Regions from separate parts of the Mus musculus genome. Here region 1 is linked to region 2. A link is a contact called in public promoter capture Hi-C data. All regions are on one chromosome and are shown on one strand. The core of a region is the stretch at or near the end of the contact, and the rest is flanking DNA. Distances in the headings are between cores, read along the strand shown. Region 1 holds the start of Rai1 (retinoic acid induced 1). Region 2 holds the start of Rnf187 (ring finger protein 187).

Region 1 (2,830 bases), core at 38-2,537, 1.2 Mb before region 2:
CGGGACGCAGGCACAGCTCCTGGCTGCACTCCCGCCCTGCTGTGTGAATGAGCGACCGGGAGCCCCAAGAGGAGCTAGCTAGCTGGTCGCTGGGAAAAACGGGCGCCCCGGGAAACTGGGGCCGCCGCGACCTGGAGCCTGCCTTGTGTTTCGCTTCCCCTCTGCTCCTCCTTGAAGGCCTCCAGTTGTGACCAGAGCTCCAAATGTCACCTCCCAGCCCTGCCAAGCCCTCGCCCCTGCCGCGCTCGGCCCAGTATCCCCCCCCCACAGGTCTTCTTGCCTCCAAAAGGCGTGGGACTCGGCCTCGAAAGGGCCCACGGGCCTGGCCGCCGCGCCGCTTTCGGAAGGGCACCAAGCTCGCGTGTCCCGGGCTCCAGCCGGTGGCGTCACCCCAAAAGGCCCGTGCGCCCAGGGCCTGGCCACGAAGGGACTCCTGGGTCGCGGGGACCGTTTCCTGGTCAGTGCGGGGCCTGCGCACAGGCCCAGGCGGGGACACGCGGCGACCGCCGCGTCCTGTGTCACCACGAGCGGCCCTCGCAGTCCGGACACCCGGGAGCAGGCTACACCCCGAGCCTCCGGCTCCCCGTCCCCACCCAGAACGCACTCACAAAGCTCCCTCGGGCCCTCGCTGCACCGCCCCACGTCCCCGCCCCACACTCGGTGACACTGGGCCTCAGGTCCCAGCACCGGCGCCCGGCGGGCCACCGACTCTCCAGAATCCCCTCATGCAGCTCCTACACGGCCACCAGCGGCCTCACGCCGGCGCCACACAAAGCCAGGCCGCGCGACCCCGCGTCCGCGCCCCACGCGCGCTCGGCCCCCGCCCGGACCCCTGCCCGCTGGGTCCCCACGCCTCGCGCCGCCCCCGCCCAGGTCCTTGTCCCCGCGCCGGGCTCCCCGCTCACCTCGGAGCCCGCGGTCACTCCGGGGCCCGGCGTCCGGCGCTGCGACTTCGCGGCCCGGAGGCCCGCGCGCCCATGGGTGTCCGGCACGACGGCCGCCCGGGCGGGAAAGAGGGTGGGCCGCGGGGCCCCTTCCTCGGACCTCGACAAGGCAGCCAGCTACCCTGGCCACCGCCGCCACCACCGCCACCACCGCCTGGCTCTGCAAGCGGCCTGTCCGAGCCCAGGCGCGAGCGGGGGTGGCACCGGGGCGCCGGGAGCCGGCGGCGCGCGTAGCGGGCCCTGACCGCGCACCCTGCCGGGCCTGCCTGATGCCCGCGGGAGCCCGAGAGAAATGCGATCCCCTCCACACAGGAAGAGCGGCGGGCGGGCGGGCGACGTGCGGGGGGAGCAGGAGAGCGAGAGCGCGAGGAAAAAAGTTCCCGGGCGGCCAGGCAGCTCTCGCTCGTGGCCTCGGGTGCCAGGTGGGCCGTTCGCGCCCCGACAGCGCCCCCTGGCGCCCGCGCGCCCCACTGCACGCCCCATGTCTGTCTGGGGGCAGGGGCTTGGCAGAGGGCCTGAAGGTGCAGCCCGGCGAGAAAGGCCTGGGGACAGCCACAGGACATGGTCTGCTCATCACTCGCTGAGGATTTTGGACTTAGACTTGGGCCAGGCCTCTCCCCGTCCCCCGCTCATTCCACCACCATGTGGCCCTCACCTGTGACTGTTTCTTTGGTTGGAGAATCCGTTTCAAATTTCCTCAAGTTAGATGTAAAAAATGTAGTCACGGCACATGTGGCACCTTGTTGGGTACCGAAGCAGTGCGGTTCCTGCCTGTCAAGGAGCTGGCATTGTGTAGGGGAGACTCAGACAGCCAACAATGATCAGGTCCATAACGAAGATAATTTTAGAGCGAAATAAGTGCTAGGAAGAAAATCAGCAGGTGCAGTGATGGATTTAGCTGCGAGTGAGAGAAGGCCTGTCTGAACAAATCGCTGAAGAGCAGGAAGGAGCCTGCACCAGCAGCGCATGGAAGAGCATTCTTTGAGAGGAAAAGACAAGTGTGGGTGCCCCGAGGCAGGAGTGCTCTTGATGAATAAGCACAAGTGTAAGGAGGCCATACATACCCAATGGGATAAGAAGTGGGCATGTTAGCCAGGCAGTGGTGGCACACGCCTTTAATCCCAGCACTTGGGAGGCAGAGGCAGGCGGATGTCTGAGTTCCAGGCCAGCCTGGTCTACAGAGTGAGTTCCAGGACAGCCAGGGCTACACTGAGAAACCCTGTCTCGGAAAACCAAAAAAAAAAAAAAAAAGCATGCTGAATTTTAATCCAAGGTCAGGGCCTGTAGGACTACAAAGAGCCTAAAGGCAGCCTCCTTAGTGCTGTGGGAAGTAAGCCACCAACAGATTTTAAGTAAAAGAATTTTGAATGGATTTGTAAATGAACCGATTAACTTATAGACAGCCCCATGAGCCGTGGCTACCCCAAGGCTTCTGCTCCCCTCCTCAGGGTGGCATGAGTTACCTGCTTCGTCGAAGTCTGAGCCATTCATCAGGTCAAAGCACCCAAGTCCCCAGGTGACTTGACACAAGTGAGTCAGTCACCCTTTCAGTCCTGTTTCTTCATCAGGAGTGTGAGCGTTGTGCTAAGTTCAGCACCTTTGTCTTCTTGTAACAGACACTTCACCCCTTCTGCCTCATCCTATACATCCTGACTGCTTCTCTCCTAGCCCACCACATCTATGAAGGTCCTTCACTTATACTGACAAAGCCGAGACCCACCCTAGGTCCTCCTTACTGCCTGGCGGGAAACACAAATTATAAGCGGAGAGGAGGGCAAGTGGGCACTGTGTTGTTTCAGGCCTGCTTTCAACTGTGACTCCAGACCTGGTTTCTGAGCATGGCATCTTTATTCCCATAAGCCAAGCACAGTGAATGGTCTTTCCAG
Region 2 (3,209 bases), core at 635-3,134:
TGGTGTCAGGGATGCCCATGCTCTGGGCCACCTTCCAGGTTACATCGTATCTTCCCACGTGTCCTTCATCCTTGCTTCCCATCCATGCTATGGTTTTTGTTGTTATCTTTGTTTGGTTTGGCTTTTCTTTTAAGCCAAGGTCTTGTCTTGTAGCTCAAACTGGCCTTGAACTCGATTTCCCTGCCTCCATCTCCCAATTGCTGGGATTAAAAGTACAGTCATTGCCTAGGATGCATAATGCCCTGGGTTTGAGCGCCAGACCTCAGTAACAATTTGAGAACCATGTTGGATCTGGCTATGGTCAGTTAGATGAGTGTGAAAGTGCCTAAGTACAACTGATTTTTTATTTAATTAATTTTAATTAATTTATACATAAATGCTATATCTGTTGAAGAGGTTGGCTCTAAACCCCCAAGGATACCACAATTTAAGGACACTCCAATCCCTCAGATAAAATGTTTCTCTTACACACATCACATCTCTCTCTCTCTCTCTTACACACACACACACACATACACAATTCTCTTTCACTCACAGACACAGACACACAGACACACACTTTTATTTATTTATTTATTTATTTATTTATTTATTTATTTATTTATTTTTGAGACAGGGTCTTACTATATAGCTTTGATTGGCCTGAAACTCACTGTGTAGACAAACTGGCCTGGAACTCACTGAGAACTGCCAGCTCTAATTCCTAAGTGCTGTGATTAAAAGCATGTATCATTATACCCAGCTAAAACATCATAATATTTACATGCATCTTTCTATGTAATATTTTTTTCCTAGATGACTTATGATACTTAACAGGATGTGAATACTGTGCAAATCTTCATTCTATTGTCTAGGAAATAATGACCAGAAAAGGGCTGTATAGCTTTAGTACAGATGTGGCTGCTGCCATAGTGTTTGGAGCATATAAATGGCAACATCACTGTCTTAGTTAGGGTTTCATTACTGTGAAGAGACACCATGACCAGTGTAACTCTTATAAAGAACATTTAACTGGGGCTGGCTTACATGTTTAGAGGTTCAGTCCATTATCAAGGCAGGAAGCATGACAGCATCCAGGCAGACAAGGCTCTGGAGAAGGAACTGAGAGTTCTACATCCTGATCCAAGGCAGTCAAAAGACTGTTTCCCGCAGCTAAGAGTGAGGTCTCAAAGCCCACGGCCACAGTGACACACTTCCTCTAACAAGACCACACCTCCTAATAGTGCCACTCCCTGGGCCAAGCATATTCAAACCACCACAGTCACATTTACAGTTATATCCGCAATCTCAGTCTGAAGAGTCACACATTGCAGATAGCTGACTACAGCTGTATTAACACAATATTCTTTAGAGTGCTTTCCTGCAAAACGTGCTGCTGTTCTGTGTGCACAGTGAGACTCCCTGACTTCATTTTATGTCGCTATCTTAATTTGGTCATACTCCTGGTTGACTACACAGGCATCTGCCTACCTAGCCAGTTTTATCCTGCTTCAGGGCTGAAGGTATAGCGATAAGTCACCCTGGAAAAGCCTTTCCTGACAGACCACCTCCCAAATTATCTGTGGGAGATGGGCAATTATTCATGATGTTGGGGCAGTACCCTGCAGGATGAGTAATCTTATAGGACACAGGGAGTATCTTTGTAAGGATCTGGGTTTGGAGCCCGCGACTGACACCATCAGGACAAAGGTCGTGAGCTGCTACGGGAACCAGTGTGGAAGAGAGCTCAGCTGCTCAATCATGGGCAGGGCGATGAGCGAATACCAGAACCTGAAATGAGAGCGCACAGCTGCAAGGACCTGGATGGAGGAATGCGCAGCTGCCAGGACCTGGACGTCAGAGCGCACGGCAGCCAGGACCCCGCCCCGCGCGCGCGCGTGCCCGGCGTTGGCGCAGTCTGGGTCTGAGTCGTAGGCTGAGGCTCGTCGGCCTTGATCTCCGGCCGGTCCTCGGCCCTTCTGCGCCCTCTCCGCCCGCGCCCTCGTCGGCGCCGCCGCCCGCAGCCCTGGCGCTCCCCGCGGGCCCAGCTGATGCCATCTGCGCCCTGTGTCAGCGCGCGCCCCGCGAACCGGTGCGCGCCGACTGCGGCCACCGTTTCTGCCGGGCGTGCGTGGTGCGCTTCTGGGCCGAGGAGGACGGGCCCTTCCCGTGCCCGGAGTGTGCCGATGACTGCTGGCAGCGCGCCGTAGAGCCCAGCCGCCCTCCGCTCAGCCGCCGCCTCCTGGCTCTCGAGGAGGCGGCCGCGGCGCCGGCGCGCGATGGCCCTGCCAGCGAGGCCGCGCTGCAGCTGCTCTGTCGCGCCGACGGGGATCCGCTGTGCTCCGCCTGCCGCATGGCCGCTGGCCCGGAGCCGCCGGAGTGGGAACCGCGCTGGAGGAAGGCCCTGCGCGGCAAGGTGCGCGAGGGGCCCCTGCACACTGTCCACCTTTGTGGCTTACCTGGAGTCAGGCATTCGATCAGTGTGCTGACCTCCTCTTCCCTCTCCCGCATCCCATGGGTGCCCAGCACCCTCCCTTCCCCGGGGACCCTGCCATGCTAGGGGCTCTTGGATCCTGGAGTCCGTGATTCTGCCTTCCTTCATCTCTATTATCTGTCTCCCGGACCCTGCTATGTCCCTCGAGCTATTATCTCTAGCGCATGCTCCTCCGTCCCCCTTTCATCCCAGGTCTCTGGCCTAGCTGTGCCTTATCTCTATACAACCTTAAGACTTCTATTTTTCTCGAATTCCCCTCAAGTCCCGATCCCATTCCTCAAGGCCTCTTGCTCCTATCCCGGTGTGATTTCATCGGTGCAAGCCCCGCCCATCCACTTGCTTATGGAGACCTGAGAGTGGTCTTTGGTCTACCAGTTACCATTTGCAGCCCTCTGAGGGGCTGTCGGTCCACCTCATTCAGGAACCTTCTCTGCTATACTCTCTTGGTCATTGCACGTAGCACCTGCCACCGGGCAGAAACCGACTATTAGACTCTGTGTGAAGATGGGTTGCAGGGATCTAGATAGAGTATCATCCCTGACCCAGAGAGAGATGTCTGAATAGCCAGGTAGGAAAGCCGTGGTCTCCGCCCGACAGGAGAGAAAATCGTAGCTTAGCGTGTTTGAGGGTGCTGTTATCCTTATGTTCTGCAATGATGCACCATGAGCCTCTGGAATAAGTTGTGAAGAACACTTTTGAGGTGGAGGCCTGTGGTTACATCCAGGTCCCAAACTGA

What was found. Promoter capture Hi-C pulls out the DNA fragments that hold promoters and counts their contacts.
Region 1: a contact with region 2 is called in a promoter capture Hi-C map of pre-B cells, with 2.7 times the contacts expected there. The contact joins the promoter of Rai1 here to the promoter of Rnf187 in region 2.

Annotation. Positions count from the first base shown.
Region 1 is chr11:60,103,470-60,106,299 of GRCm38.p6, reverse strand. Rai1 (retinoic acid induced 1) reads right to left here and starts at 1,287. Exons shown (of 6, transcript NM_009021.2): 1 at 906-1,287.
Region 2 is chr11:58,937,581-58,940,789 of GRCm38.p6, reverse strand. It overlaps Rnf187 (ring finger protein 187), which reads left to right and starts at 1,884. Exons shown (of 4, transcript NM_022423.2): 1 at 1,884-2,395. The coding sequence starts at 2,006.